2 separate regions of the Mus musculus genome follow, and region 1 is linked to region 2. A link is a contact called in public promoter capture Hi-C data. All regions are on one chromosome and are shown on one strand. The core of a region is the stretch at or near the end of the contact, and the rest is flanking DNA. Distances in the headings are between cores, read along the strand shown. Region 1 has its middle 90 kb from the start of Lnpk. Region 2 holds the start of Chrna1os (cholinergic receptor, nicotinic, alpha polypeptide 1 (muscle), opposite strand).

Region 1 (4,858 bases), core at 292-2,791, 900 kb after region 2:
GCTGGGGAAGGGAACAAGAGAGACAGCTCCTGCTACCTCTGGTTCCCAATGTTATTTTTGCATAAATGGGTTTTATCCAAAGCATTTCAGGAGTGTTGATGCCTGGGCACTGATTCCTGAGAAAGGAGGGAGCCGAAAGGGAGGGCCGTGACTGTGCCTGAAAACCATTTCAAACTGTGTTACAAGCCAGCCCCGCCACACAGAGGGCCCCTATTCGGCTCTCTACATGGTTCTGAAGTCTCTTCAAAGCACTCAATTAAAAAATGTTGCTTCTATAAAACTCAGGGCAGACTATTATGGCACAAACAGCTGCCATGTGATTAGAAACACAGGAAATGGTCTGAAGATGCTTGGTGCTCTAAATCTCTTCCTCTGCATCCCACGTATGGTACCCAGGAAACGATGCAGCCTGTTAACTTGTGTTGTGGATTTTGATTTCAAAATGCCATTTTGAATGATATGCACTACAATGAAAGATATGCACTACAGCAATGTCTGACCTGCAGAAAACTGTAGAGCGCGACCAGACTCAAGAGCTTAGCGCTCACTTCGTTCACATGGTGCTTTACAGTGTGTTTTGTAGCATATGCTTCTTAATCCTTGAAGACATATTTCAGACAATGTACCTAACACTTGAAATTTTGATTTTTTTCATAACATTGGTCTGTAGACATTTCACAATATTACTGATGCAACACCATTAACCCACAGTATCGTCCCAGGAAATGATTCTGTGATAAATAACTGATTGCCTCCTGAGGGCAGCTCTCCAGCACTGGCGAGGGAAGAGTAAGTGCCGATTTGGCTTAGTTGAAACACAAAATAATTGTTAGGAATTCTTACTTAAATTCCTACAATGTCCATTTAGGGCATTCTGCTATTAAATATATTATCAAATAGTAACATGATAGGAAAAATAACTTTAATCTCCTATAAGACCTTTCTGAGTTATTAATCTATTTTTATAATTCATAATTCTGTTAAAAGTATCAACTGTTCTACCCTTTAGAAATGAAGCTTGGGGTTTTTTTTTTCTACTTTTCTTTTCTTTTTTTTTAAATTGTGTTTCCCTGGTTTTCTACAGCATATATAACACTGATTTTACAATGTTTTCTAATTGTAAAAGATTTTCAAGTAATGTGTGGTTTCCTTCCTCACAGTTTTACGAAAAAAAAAAAAGCCACTATAGATTGTAAGCAATGTTTGTCTTCCTGCCTATTCAAGACCACAATTGAGAAAGTTGAATTCCAGATCTTTAAAAATGACTTTAAGTCTATTTGCACAACTAAACTTGGTTATGAAGCCATGTAATCATTCTTTAATTTCCCCCCGTGATTTGCATGGACTTCAGGTAGTAAGATAAGCATTTCTTCCCTAAGATGGATCAGGGGATGCACACACAACATGTAGTCAACACTCGGTTTTGTTTAAAGACACTTCCTGATTTGAAAAAGAAAAAAAAAAAGATGAAATTGAGCAATGTTCCAGCTTTAATACATTCCGTATCGTCATGGTTTTGATAAATAACAGAGGCGTACTGAAGGACTTTATAAAGCCTCGTGCACAGGGAGCTTGGGGAGAAGAGTTGACTTAGGCAAAACCTTCTCTTGACAGGAGGGAAAAAGAAATCTAATGTGATTCTGTGGGAGGAGCAGACATCTCTGTAAATGGAGAGCAGGAAACAAGCAAACAAAATATAAAATGTTCAGAGGGAAAACTGTATGCACAGTATTAATGTTAACCTTCCTCCATGATGCCCGACGTTACAGGAAAAGCACACTTCTTTCCATAAACTCAAGGGAAGGAGAGTTTTGAGAACAAGCGACAGAGAACTCTAATGTCTAATAAAGTCAAATACACTCTCTTTCCAGTTTGGTCCCAGCAACGCACACCAGGATTAGATTAAATATGCATTGTAATAGTCAAGGCTTGCTAAGCACTGCTCTTTAATGTGTATCTGGGCATATTATATTGACTTATACACTGTTCTACTTTATTCCATTGTTTATACTTAAAATTAGATCTATGTTCTATGCTCTAATTTTAACAGTATGAGTCCCTAGAGAAAAAGTTATATTGGTTTCTAATATAACGCTCCTTTATGTGTGTTTTGTAAATGCCTATAAGACTCTATAACCAAAAGCATTCACCAGGAGGCAGCTTACCCAGATCGTAGGCACAGGCCACAGAGAAGATAGCCACTAACGGGTTATAACGGCAAATGCAAATCTAGTAATTAAACACAAACTCACATCACCCTAAATACTTAGTGCCACAGTTAATGCCTGCTTCTTCCCCTGTTGCCATGGAGATGAAGAGCAGCTGGTAGGCCCCGGGTCTGTGGTTCCCCAGCTAGCCATGGCTGCACATCACAATTACCTAGGGATCCCTCGAGAAAGTCCAAACTCTCACTTACTTCCCTCCCTGAAGTTCTCACTGGGCGTCGGCCCTGGAAAGATCATCAGCTAGGTTTTGCATATTCATCTCCAGCATTTTCATAAAAATTTGTTTTCTCCAAATTGTTTTCCAGTCTAGTGCCATCAAAGAGTGAGAAGATATGTGAAACATTTAGTCCATGACATTTTTAAAAAACTCTTACGTTTGTCCAGATGTTTGAATTGATTCAACTATTTAACAAAAAATAATGTTGCGTCTGAATAGGATTTCAATAGCAGCCCCTATGCCAGTGTATTCCTACAAAACTTCCTACAAAAATATGCTGCTTTACCCTCTTCCAACTCCTTAGCAACTCAGACCAACAGCCACAGGGCTTCCCTGAGCAATTTATAACATTAAGTAAATTTGATTGCTTATTAATTGATTTAGGTTTTTTGGCTGCCTACTCAATGGAAGAGTCTATAAAGACATTTTCCACTGTAAGTCTTTCCAATTTTTTTCCCCTTCATTTTGCAAGTAAATAAAATTAAGCTCTAAGAGACCAAGACATACAAGGAAAATAAGAGGGAACGAAGCTACAATGTTCTCTGGATGAAGAGCCAAGCCCAGCTCTGGGCTCCCGTACGAGGTATGTTTAACCTTATTGAGAAATGGAATTTTCCCATTAATGTTTGGGCTGAACCTGTAAATACAAGAAAAGTACGTGTCTGCTGGAGATTGAATGCCCTTTCCAGCAGATGAGAACACATTGAGAGTTTATAGCCTGTGCCGCAGATTTAGGAACTCGTTGCTTTTGTTGATTTGTCTACCAGGCTGGGTAACCAGCTCCTCCGAGACTTGCAGCATTAGCACCACATGGAGGCCCGGGAAGCAAGATTAAATTAAAGAATGAGCCTAAGTCTGTAAAAGTTTTGTACCCACAGAGGTACCACAACCACTTATCTGAGTGAATAACACTTTGGCTACAGATGGGGTTTTTAAAGGCATCTCAGGTCTTTACTGGAGGGATCCGGCTTGGCAGGCACGATTCTGGCATCCCATCTTATGGATAGATTGAACCTCAACTGGGCTCATCAGTCCAAGGAGAGGGAGGAAAGCCGGAAGTGAGTTCGTCCCCAGTAGAATCCCTCTAGGTAAGTAGAATCTCTCCACCCTCTTTCTCGGATGCGGTGGACATTTGAAGGGCTTGAGGGGGGTTTTGTTCCCTTGCCTGCGCACTGCAGGTTCTGAGAGCACTCTTCACACCTCCCATCATCACGGATGCTCCCCTCAGAGGTTCTCCTCTCCCGAAGTGAAATGTCTCTTGACTTCCATTGAACCCTGAGCTGAACCACCTTCCCGCAGCCCGCCCATCTATGTAAAACGCTGCAAAGAGGATATAAGCGGTATAAAATCTTGATAGAACAAAATAAAATGTGCACCAATGTGCATCTGATAGATGCAGCAATTGATTTGTGGATTAGGTTTTTATTTTCAGCCCATTGAAAAGAAATAATGTATGGAGGCAATCTAGTACTAAGCATTTTAGAAAATCTATTTGAGATCATTTCTGCAGAAGCCCTGACAGTTTGTCATAAGAGGGGAGGAGAGCAAAGGATAATTGTCTCCAGTCTAGTAAAACACAGAATAACTGCCATCACACTTGAGTGAGCTTATAGCCAGCCGGTCCCAGGGCCTCCAGAAGATAGAGCAGTTAATGTTCCCTTTTATTTCAGAGGTTATGTCACTTGTATCACAGATTTATACCATGATACAGCAATTTCATCCAAACAGATGGATAATGATGTCAAAGGCAGAAACCCAGTTTTTATTGAGTTTTGCAAAGATTGCTCAGATAGCTGCTTCAATTGAAAAGCCCCAGCAGTACCTCAGCTCTTAATCTTTGTAATCTCAGTGGTATTAAATTTCATCATTTTTGTTTGAAGGAGGAAAATTCTGCAGTAATGGCTTCCTAATAGGAAACACAGAGGCGGCAAAGCTGGGGGGCTCTCGGTGCGGCTGCGCTATAAGCACTGCTGATTTATAGGGCTGTTTATGACAGAAAGGAAAATTATCTTCTGCAGGTATAAATCAGGTAAAGAGTAGGAAATTGAACTTAGATATCATCTTGTCAGATGCTTAATGTTCTTCCTCCTGTCACTTTGGATAGGCCCAATTTGTAGAATACTGCACGGGTAAAGGATGACAATTAACAGTGACAAGGCCGTAATAGATGAAGCCATAAACCCGGCCTGCTGGTGCGCCATGCTATGTATGATTTTAAGATGAAGTGGTGCCAAAAGTATATATTAGCTCAAACCAACCATTTCCTGTGTTCAGCAATACCCAGCGTGGCACTTGTTTGTCACTTTCATTGAGATCTACATACTACAGTTTACATATTAATGAACCCATAACACCTCACCTTTCCTGAAAGTCAAAGAAGTTCCATGGAGGCTTATTTGTTGTTTACTTATCAGAA
Region 2 (4,467 bases), core at 687-3,186:
ATCATATTCAGGTAAACACATACATAAATAAGCACAATAAACAATTTAAAGACAAAAGCTTTTAAAAAACAAGTAAAATAGATAAAGCTTTGAATGGATCAGGTTAAAGGTGTGAATGCAGGTAGAGAAGAAAATGAACATTCAAAGCTTGGGAGGAGGGAGGAGGGAGCAATGAAGACTGGGAAAGAGGAAGCCAGACACGGGAGGAAAATGAAAGGCAGAACAGCTCTGGGGGCCCGAAGGAGGACCTGAGCAGGGGACAGTTAGGACCCTGGGAGGCTGTGTTGGCACTGCTAGTGGACCACATGTGACATGAGTGTGGGACTTAGTGACATGGAGACCACTGGTGACTTTGACACACACAGCGTCCTGGCCAGAGCAGATTTAGGAGGGGGCAGAATTGGGGATGCACCTTTGCAAAGGGTGACAAAGAGGCGTGTGGGAGACAGTGAGGGATGTAGGGGAAAAATTGAGGTGGGGCCTTCTTATTTTCAAGAGGAGAATTCACAACGTATTTGCATGAAGATCACAATGATCCAGTAACAGTGAGTGTGTAGCCAAGAGCAGGAAGAAAAGAGACGTATCCAGTGGCTCTAGATTTTTTTTTTTTTTTAGTATACCATAATTTGCTTAAGCAACTCTTATCTTTGGATACTTGGGCAGCTTTCTTTATATCTCCGTGTGCATTAGCTTGTATAAAAAAATCATGCGGTGAGAATCTTTATACATACAGATCAGCCCACTGGGTTACACTCCCCCCAAGGCAGAAGTGCTTAAGTAACTTCAGTGCATACCAAATAGCCTGAGTCTCTATCTAGAACTTAGGAGGTCTCTGAGGCCCCTTTTATTGGAACTGTTCCTTTGACCCTACCACATTGCACTGTGATGTCAATTCTGCAGTTGATCAACATCTGTCTCTTCTACTGGACTTTACAGTGACAAGAGTCATGCCTGGGTCTCTTTGCTCTTGGTTGTTGCTTCAGCCTGTGGAGGATGGAGAGTCAGTAAGTCGTTGTTGCTGAGGGGTAAGTGGAAGTAAATTATAATTCAAGAGTAGAGTGGCAGGGTGTGGTAGCTCAGCCTGGAATCCCACCACTGCAGAGGCTGAGGCAAGAGGATTACTGGTTCCAGGTCAGCCCAGGCTATTGTCAGACCTGTATCAAAATAATAATAGACTAGGATAGATTGTACTGCTTGCTTTTATTTGAGGCAACAATGAGAATGTGACCCTCATTCTATCAATAACGCCAGTGCCATTCTGGGTCCCTCCAAAGTGTTTATGACTGACTAGTGAATGAATGAAAGAGAACATATCTATAAAAGCTCATCAAACGACATGATACAGAAGCAATCAAAAGCTGAGTTTCACTGAGTTTCATGGTTTGATGAACGGATTACAGTGGATCTGTCACTTCTATCCCCATTCACATATTACAAAGTTTATTCTTTATTAGATTTTTATATTATATTGTTACATAATTTCATGTATGTATACAATGTATTTAGGTTACACCTACTTCCAACCCCCACCCTCAACTCCTCCTGTGCCCATCCTCTTCCCAAATTCACATCCTATTCTTTTAAACAAAATTACAACCCAACCTAATTAGTGCTGCCTATGTCCCACCCGAATTTTAATTTTATTTTAACTGAGACGGGGTCCCTGCCTAGCCTGGAACTAGCTATGCAGACAAGACTGAACTTGAACTCACCTACTTCTGGGATAAAAGTCCTGTGCCACCACATTTGGGGCTCCTAGGAGCCCCCACCCCCACCCCCGCCCCTCAACCCGTGAAACATCCTTGTGCAGTGCTGTGCAGCAGCCCAGCGGCCAGCAGGTGGCAACAGACGGTCATTGAAGTGGTGATCCAGCCGCAGAGCCCTCTCTGAAAGGGCCGCCCCCCCCCCCCCCCCCCGCGGGGCTCTGAAGCCTTTTGCTATCCACAAGCGGAAACACCAAGCAAGCCAGCCTAGGACTCCCCTCAGAAGGGTCTCAGCAAAAGTCCAGCTCAGCTCCTGACATTGTGCGGCATGAAGTCCGGAGGAACTGAACAGTCGGAGAGCTGGCTGCAATGAATTTGACGGTTTGTTTTTTTTTTTTTCCCAAGGCCGACAAATCTTATCCAGGAATCTGCCTTTATCTTGGTCTGTCGGAAATGCTCGGACTTTTAAATTCTATTTTGTTATTGTTTGGAATTTTTGTTGTCAGACAGGGTCTTTCTATATGCTCCAAGCTAATCTGCAATTCCCCGGCCTCATTCCCTGAGTGTTTATATTTACAGGTATGTGCTGTGCTATCAGACTCACCTCCACCCCCAAACACACAGACAAGCTCTGAACCATGCACTTCAAGTTGATAGTTTTGTGATCAAATGGATCACACAGTGCTTCCTATGAGACACAAGCCAGATTCTTCGATTCTTTCGCGGCCTCTGAGTCTTGGAGCTGTGGTTCACAGCAGTAGGCATGGCGGTCCTATCTAGTTACAAGCTCTCCCTTTCTGAGAGCGGAAGAGGACATCATCCCTGAGTCAGGGAGAGAGTCCTGACGTCTCCCTTTTCGCTCTCCTCAGCGGAGTGGTGTTACTGTTGGGATTCAGACCCAGAACAAGAAACTGGGCTGAATATTTAACATACCAAAGTGGACCTGGCTTCCGGGTTCTCCCAGCATCCCTCAGTACCTACCTGGCAAAGCATGCCCTCTACTCTAAACTTCCCAGCCCAGAGGTTGGGCTTCCCCTCCCCCCAGAGGCTCTTCCCTTTATGAATCAGACATTCCGCTCTCCGCCCTTCTCTCTTTTCTCCCTTTCTCTGTGCGAGCTTTCTCTCTTTCTCTTCCTCCCTCCTCCACTCCCCCCACCCCCTCTGTCTCCCTCTCCATGGCGACTTGGCCTCATTTCTTGGAACCAGTGATCTCTCCTGTGTGCAGTTTCCCAATAAACCTGCCTTTATAAATATCGCTAATCTGGCTTGAATTGGCTCATTTCTCCGCCAGAGAAATAATTTATCAGTTACCTGTGATGTGTCCGAGTTCACTTAGACTACAAGTTGCAGACAAGCCAGAATTTGATGTTTCTTTGTGTGTATATATGTTCATGTGTGTGGTCTGTGTGTACACATGTATGTATGTATATATGTATGTTGGGCAATTGAAGGCCAGCTTTCTCAATCACTCTTCACTGTCTTTCTTTCTTTCTCTCTTTCTTTCTTTCTTTCTTTCTTTCTTTCTTTCTTTCTTTCTTTCTTTCTTTCTTCTGGCTGTTCTGGATATCGCTTTGTAGACCAGACTGGCCCTGAACTCAAAGAGACCCACCTGACTCTGCCTCTGGGGCGCTGGCATTAATGCTGTGTGCCACCATGCCTAGTCACACCTTCCTTGAGATAGGGTCTTTTACTAAACCTGGAACTCAACGATTAAGCTAGATTGGCAGGTCAGCAAACTGCATGGGTTCATCTGTCTCTACCTCCCCGGCTCTGGGATTACAGACACAGGGCACCATGCCCAGATGCCTATGTGGATGCTAATGATCTGAAACCAGGTCCTCTTTCTTGTGTGGCAAGTACTTTACTCACTGAGCCATCTCCCCGGCTCCAGAATGGGACGTTTCTGATGCCAGTTCTGATGTTCCTGGGTTAGCATCCAGAGCGCAGGCAGAGCAAGCCATAGGAGCAAGCCAGTAAATGGCACCCATCCATGGCCTCTGCACCAATCAGCTCCTGCCTTGAGTTCTTGCTCTGTGTCAGTTCCTGTCAGTATTCTCTTTGAAAATGCACTATTGTATGCAGAACCCTACGCTGAAACAAACCCTTTTGTCCTCAAGTTGCTTTTGGTCATGGCACTTTATCATAGCAATAGAAACCCTAACTAGGACACCAGTGACTAGAAATTATAGCTGGGTCTGGCCCCTTGGATAATGCAGGAAATGCTTTGATGGGAAAGTACTGTTCCGGCTGGCTCTTCATAGTCCCTGGATCAGGCACAAACCAAGAAGAGGGAGTCTCCTGTGGCAACCGAAGAGTGCCCTGCAGAGTCTCAGTAACTGCCATCTGCAAAAACAGGACTGCGACTGCCTGCCTGCTGGGGGAGACCAGAGTGAATGACAATGACTGGGGGGGGGGGGGCTGGGGGGGTTCGCTAGGTCCGAGAAGGACCTGAGCTGTGTGGGGAGGCTGGACAAACAGGAAGGCAGCCAGGACTGACTTGATAGTGACAGAGAAAGCTGGATTGTAATTTTAAGGGACATTGTTAAGATATTTAAAACTTACTCCCAGCTTTGACATTTTTTTCTCAAGAGAGAAAAGACGTGTTCTCTGCTCCATTTCTCTGAACTGGACCAATGCAAAGATTGGACCACGCGGAATCCTGGGATTGTGTCAGTTACATAAGCAAACTTTAGTCTCTGCTGAGATTTAGAGTCAAGATCATGAACATTCCACCCTCCATTCGTCAGCTGCCTGAGTTTCTATT

Evidence for each region. Promoter capture Hi-C pulls out the DNA fragments that hold promoters and counts their contacts.
Region 1: a promoter capture Hi-C map of the HPC-7 cell line shows a contact between it and region 2, with 5 times the contacts expected there. The contact joins the enhancer-like site here to the promoter of Chrna1os in region 2. A contact is called at or near these places in 8 of 39 promoter capture datasets (the C10 cell line, the HPC-7 cell line, HPC-7-derived erythroid cells and 4 more).

What each region holds. Positions count from the first base shown.
Region 1 is chr2:74,486,325-74,491,182 of GRCm38.p6, forward strand. No RefSeq gene overlaps it. Among named protein-coding and RNA genes, the nearest start is that of Lnpk, 90 kb to the right of the region's middle. Within about 2 kb of position 1,542, at least 8 of the 459 cell types and tissues checked have an H3K27ac peak or open chromatin away from gene starts, as enhancers often do.
Region 2 is chr2:73,582,924-73,587,390 of GRCm38.p6, forward strand. It overlaps Chrna1os (cholinergic receptor, nicotinic, alpha polypeptide 1 (muscle), opposite strand), which reads left to right and starts at 1,937. Exons shown (of 2, transcript NR_153820.1): 1 at 1,937-2,084.